Regions from separate parts of the Drosophila melanogaster genome. Here region 1 is linked to region 2. A link is a contact called in public Hi-C data. All regions are on one chromosome and are shown on one strand. Each heading gives the region's core, a stretch centred on a gene start, on an enhancer-like site or on the middle of the called end of the contact. The rest is flanking DNA. Distances are from core to core; before and after follow the strand shown. Region 1 holds the start of mnd (minidiscs). Region 2 holds the start of CG42507.

What was found. A called contact is a pair of places that touch in the nucleus more often than the background predicts.
Region 1: a Hi-C map of the Kc167 cell line shows a contact between it and region 2, with 1.8 times the contacts expected there. The contact joins the promoter of mnd here to the promoter of CG42507 in region 2. A contact is called at or near these places in 8 of 107 Hi-C or Micro-C datasets (the D17-c3 cell line, the Kc167 cell line, the S2 cell line and 2 more) and 2 of 6 datasets of contacts at active chromatin or transcription factors (both in the Kc167 cell line).

The regions. Positions count from the first base shown.
Region 1 is chr3L:14,983,590-14,986,475 of dm6, forward strand. It overlaps mnd (minidiscs), which reads left to right and starts at 1,511. Exons shown (of 5, transcript NM_168601.3): 1 at 1,511-1,565. It overlaps CG5114, which reads left to right. Exons shown (of 3, transcript NM_140474.4): 1 at 1-201; 2 at 324-531; 3 at 622-897. The coding sequence ends at 835.
Region 2 is chr3L:14,756,438-14,759,296 of dm6, forward strand. It overlaps CG42507, which reads right to left and starts at 1,525. Exons shown (of 7, transcript NM_001169973.2): 1 at 1,405-1,525; 2 at 467-893. Trl (Trithorax-like) reads right to left here. Exons shown (of 7, transcript NM_206360.1): 3 at 467-893. The coding sequence starts at 658.

The DNA.
Region 1 (2,886 bases), core at 261-2,760, 230 kb after region 2:
GCGAGTCCGGAGAGCTCAGTGGGGATGGCAAAAAGCTGTTCACGGCCTACGTGAACGGATCCGTAAAGCTGTGGGATCTCAAGAGCTGTCAGGTGCTCATTGACGTAAACGAATCGCATCCAATGGGTTTCGGCGAGATCACGCACGCGGTGGTGGCCTGCGAAAGGGAATCGCCCTTCTACGTCTGCGCTGAGGCGTCCGGTGAGTGCTCCAGTGGTAAAGGAATTCGGTATAATACCAGTTTCCATAACAAAACTATTAGTAAAAGCAATCATGTTCTCCATTGCATATAAACGGCAACTAATAGATTTATTTTCGTTCAGGAAAAATGCTGTTCTGCACTAACAACGGTCCGGTTAGCACAATCCAGTCGGAACACGGAATTGAGTGTCTGGCCTTTGCTCCCTCCTCGGCGGATCTAAAGCTCTTTGCCTGTGGCTCGCTGGACGGCAGGATATCCATCTGGGACTATGCCAAATCAGCGTTGCGTACCATATGCGAAAATCCAGTTCCCAATGATGCTGTCATAAGGTGAGCACCGCATAAAACTGTAAAAAATATTATAACTTTGATTTAACTTTTAATTTGGTTGTTGCTTACTAATTGCATTAATTATTCCAGGATCAAATGGTTGAACGACCACACGATACTTGCGGCCACCTCGCAGGGAAATCTGAACGCATTCGACGCACGCACAGGAATTCTGAAATTCACGCTGACGGGACACTACTATCACATCTACGAGTTTGTCTACAAGCCTCAGGAAAATCTATTGCTAACGGTATCCGAGGACAACACGGCCAAGATATTCAAGGTGCCGGCGCTGGGCGATTAGTTAGGTTTTAAAGTTTTGTACTGTGCTATATATATGTAAATAGTAAATACATATTAAAATTTATCTCAGTAGCCTGGTGCAATGAACCCATGTGGCGGTCCTGATACACTTGCCCCATATATGTACAAGAAAAAGGGGGGAGGCACAGGGCTGACTAAAGATAGAACACACAAAGAAGGTTACAGTTTGGGGTAACAAAATAGAACTGAAAAGGATTCCGGTTTTTTTGCATTGTGTCAAGAATATTATACTATTTGAAGTTTTTGTAAATTGGTAAGGAAATTTAATTTCATGCTGTCAATTTGGGTTAGGAAAAGAATTATTGTTTTTTAACTTTTTAATGGGTCAGAACTATGGTTTTAATCGGAAGCGTATATGAGAAGTAAGTGCATTCTAAATGCAACTGCAACGAATTCTCTTCAATATCTGGTTCTCTTAGGGAGAATGTGACATGCGTATTGCATTGGGAGCACATCCAAAGAGACAAACACTTGTTTATGTTTTTGTTTGTCGGTTGTCGTTCACCTCCGACATCCACACACATACACGCACACAAAGGCGAACAATTGTCTAAAAAATGAAAACGAATTTTCAGATTTACATATTTATTTACCTTTCTGTTGTATTATATTATTAAAGCTTTTTCGGAAGAGCGACCCACGGATGGAATTCTCGACTCAGTCTGCATCGGGTTATCAGTGCGAATGGGTAACGGTTCTCCCTCTATCGGGTAAAAAAATAATGCTGAAACGGTTCAAAACGTAGTCTCCCAGGGATTTTAACTGCGTGAAAATATCATAAGCAAATATTTAAAGCGCAGCGAGTGAATATTTGAATTACATTAAATTTAATAAAGCAATAGCACAAAGTTCTGCAGCTATAAATAAAACTTACAATGTTCATTCGCAAGTTTGAGTACATTTATATTACCCTGTGGAATGGTAATCACGAAAACTTATGACTCGTGGCATTATATGATGAAGCCTCACCGAAATATTAACGAAAATTGCATATGGAAGTGATCCATCATATTTTTCTTTTTCAAAATATACACATTAAGTGCGGCGCGGGGGAGTTAAAAAAAAGTAACAAGAAAGAAAGGGTTAATTTTGAGTTCTAAAATTGGAATACCCTATAAAAACTATGAGAGAATTTACAAATCCTGTGCAAAAGTGATCATATCCGATTTATTAAAATTACAATCAAATTGAAATGAAAAATTCAAAAATAGCAGAATAAAATAAAATTAAACTTAAAAAAGATCATATATTTTAAAAATTAATCAACTAGTTAAGACATCCGTCTGAATAAACATTGAAATCTGATGAATCAATAGATGTTAATGACATGTATATGTCCATATCCTTCTTCTTGAGCTTATAGCTAGAATACCCTCCGAAAGTGTATTAAAGCTGATATCCCGCAGCTACGAGGCGACAATAAAAGTCACACGAAATCACAGTTAATCAACCACAAACGGGGGCCCGAACTGATCCACCGAAAGCACTGTAATTGTGGCTGTGGCGACACCACCACACCGGCGAATAATACAAAAAAAAACAGCGCCCTGTGTGTCTCTTTTACAATTAGATTACCAGAGGAGCTCTACGTATCCAAAATGATCCCATCCCGCTGGCTGAGCCACTAAACTGAGCGGAGGCGCTACACTTGCTTTGTTTATTATTTGTAGTAGTTTTTATGGCGGTCGCGAGGGAGGTAAAGATGGGCAGCTGCTAATCCATATAGCCAGTCAGTCGGTCGGGCACTAAAGGTTCACGATTCACACAATTGAATTATCACAGTTTGAAATGTCAAATGCACGCGCCTGGCGATGATCCATACCCACCCCCCACCCCACAATCCACCAACGAAACTACACTTCATGATAATCCGCTCAAGTGTTTAACAAAAGTCGCTCGGTTTGCATTAATGAGCATTTTGGCGCATAAAAGACCGCCGAATCCATTGGAGTAATCGTCGTCAAATGAGCAACAAAAGAAGCCTTATATTAAATGGGGTCTCCGTTGGGTAATCTAACTAACTAATCCGTA
Region 2 (2,859 bases), core at 275-2,774:
AAAGTTGGCGCACCAGCTTTCGGCTCTCCCCTCTCTGTTACACCACCGGGCCCAAAACCACTTTTCTGTCGACCGAACCAACTGGTTCTCTCGCTCTCTCCCTCTCTGTCTGCGCTCTGTCTCTACGTCTCACTCTCTCGTTCTCCGGTGAACTTTGCAACAAGAAAAAGCTGATAAGCAAGATAGACGGCGGGAATGCGGGGGGCGGAGCCACTCATTCAACTCAATTGACAGTGGAAAACTTGTACAAAAATCTCTAGACAACTTTTGGAGCGGAGCGTAAATCTGCGTTATTTATACATATGTATGCATTTGCGTGCGAGTGTCAGTTTCTCTGCGCTCCAAACATTAACCTATTTCTGCGATTGGATTTCTCTGTTTACAAACTGTACGAAACGTTTGAGGTTATGTACAAGCTCTCTTATTGAAAGGTGTTTTAGGCAGTGTTTCCGAACCGAGCACTTACCTTTAGCAAGTCCAGCAGAAAGGGGGAGGCGGCGCACAGGACTATCTTGTGGGCGGGAAAACTCCGCCCGCCGGCGGCCAACGTGCAATCGACGAGGTCGCCATGGCAGCGCAACAATTGGATTGCCGATACGAGGCTGGTGCCGTAATCGCCCCAGGTGAGCGAATACAGCGAATTCATTGGCAGCGACATCAAAGCGGTCGCGTCCAAATCCAACAATTGTTGTTCCTCCCCAGCGTTGCTAGCGTATTCGCTGCTATTTGTCTCCAACACGACGATTTAATGTTTAACGGTTACGGGGAAAATTCTCTTCAAGTTGGGATTTTTCGCAAAAATCCCCTTTCTACTCCTCCTCCACGACGCCACTGCTTTTCCAACTCCCTTTGCTCTTCCTCTTCTTGCTGCTTGGCGCGCTGCTTTCTCGAAACTGAAATGAAAAATGGAAAAGAAAAAGAGTACAGACGTTAGTTATTAGCTCTCTCTCTCTCTCTCTCTTTCTCGGTCTCACTCTCCCGCTCTCGCACTCTTTGGGGGCCAGAGCGCGCGAGAGCGAGACAACGCATGTGTGTAGGCTGCTCACAGGAATTTTGTTGTTGGAGAAGACTTTTTCACAAGGGGACTGACAACTAGTATACAATTGATGTTTCAAAATTCGTTGCTGCCCACAAAAATCACACAAAAATAGCGCGCCACATTTAAAAACGCCAACAGCACACACACGCGCACAAACTCAGACAGACGGACAGCCGACACAATCACATTTTTTAATACACAGTACAGTCAAGCCATGAGACACGCATTTAATTTTTTTTTGTCACTCAGTTATTTTGTTCGTTTTATAATCGCATGTCTCTTGATTTTGTTATTGTTTTCCCGCTCACGGAGCGCACTTTTTTTGTTTGTTGGTTCGGTTTTGGTTTGTGAAATTATCTTCTCACCGGAGCGCAAAAGAAAATTTCAGTGGCTGTGGGTGATTTTGTGCCTTCTCTTTCTCTTGCCCGTACGCTTTTTTCTCCTGCTTGTTTGTCCGCTCGCCAACGTTGGATAACTCGAACTGAGACTGAGTAAATGGTTTCGATCGAATTTCGCTGCTCCGGCGCTGCCAGCGCGGCCAGTTTTTCAGTTCTCTACTCGGGGAGAAAATGTGTAATTTCTGTACTGCTGGTGGTGGTTATTTTGCGTGCTGGTGTGCGTGCGCGCCTGTATCTGTGTATCTATGAGAGAAGTGACCTGCCTGGCAACGCTCTTTGAAGTACAGTTGTCGAGCGGCATTGCCAGATGGAGCGCAGGAAGAGTATTTTTAGGATGGAGAGGAGAGCAAGACGGCAAGACAAAAAAGTCGGCAAGATAGTAAACAAAACTATAAAAGGTGGTAAATATTGAATGATGGAAATATTCTGGGCCGACTTCACGGATGAAAAACACATGTGTCCGACCGGTTGGAATATCAGAGTGCGATAAGAAAAAGGTCAACGGGATCCGTAGGTTCCGGTTCTATAACTATCGGATCCGGTATCAAAATATTCAACATTTTCTTATACTACTCCACTCTGAATAAGCTCAAATTTTACAGTTTAAAAATGAAGGATAAACAATTCAGAACGTTTTTGAATTATTCTAGCTAAGGTATCGAGCAATTGTATTAAAAATAAATTCCAACATTAGCTATGATTAAATCGATAAGCAGATTTTCGTAGAACGAGTCCCTAATCTAACAATTTATTATGTTTGATCACCAAAATCTAGAAGGGTATTGGGTTCAGAATAAATTACTTTCAGTTTTCTTTTTAAGATACCAGATTCCATTTTTCTGGGAACAAGTGTAATGCTACTGAGGGTTACACAGGAATCAAAAGAATCTGATAGGTTTAGATTAAAATAGACATGTATCGGGACTGGGTTTCTCTTCGGTTCCGAAATATTAACAGATCCTGTGAAAGTAATAATAACAAATGGTAGAAAAGCCGGTTCGCTCTTACGCTCTACATTCTCTTTCCCCTGTCTCTAACTCTCCTCTCTCCTTTCGAATCCAATCCAATCACCTGTTACTTTTGACACATCTCAGAGACCGAGACCCTACGGGGTAAAAACATATAGCCAGTCTCATTCTCGTATGCAGATCAAGTCCAGCTTAAGAGCGGAGAGACCCCGCGATAGGGAAGTTAGTCGAATTTGGAATTGAAGGAGAAGGAGAGTGGCACTTCTAGCCAACGCTCAGAGAAGAAAGTAATATAAAGTGAGCGAGTGTCCAAATTTTTAAGATTACAATTTTCTCTGTTATGATGCTGCTGGGCAGGGAAGGGGCCATGAGAAATGCCGTTCGAAATGCCCCTTTAAAGTTCCAATCGGCGTTAAAGCAGTGAGCATGTTTCATGTTTCGTAGCTGGCAATAC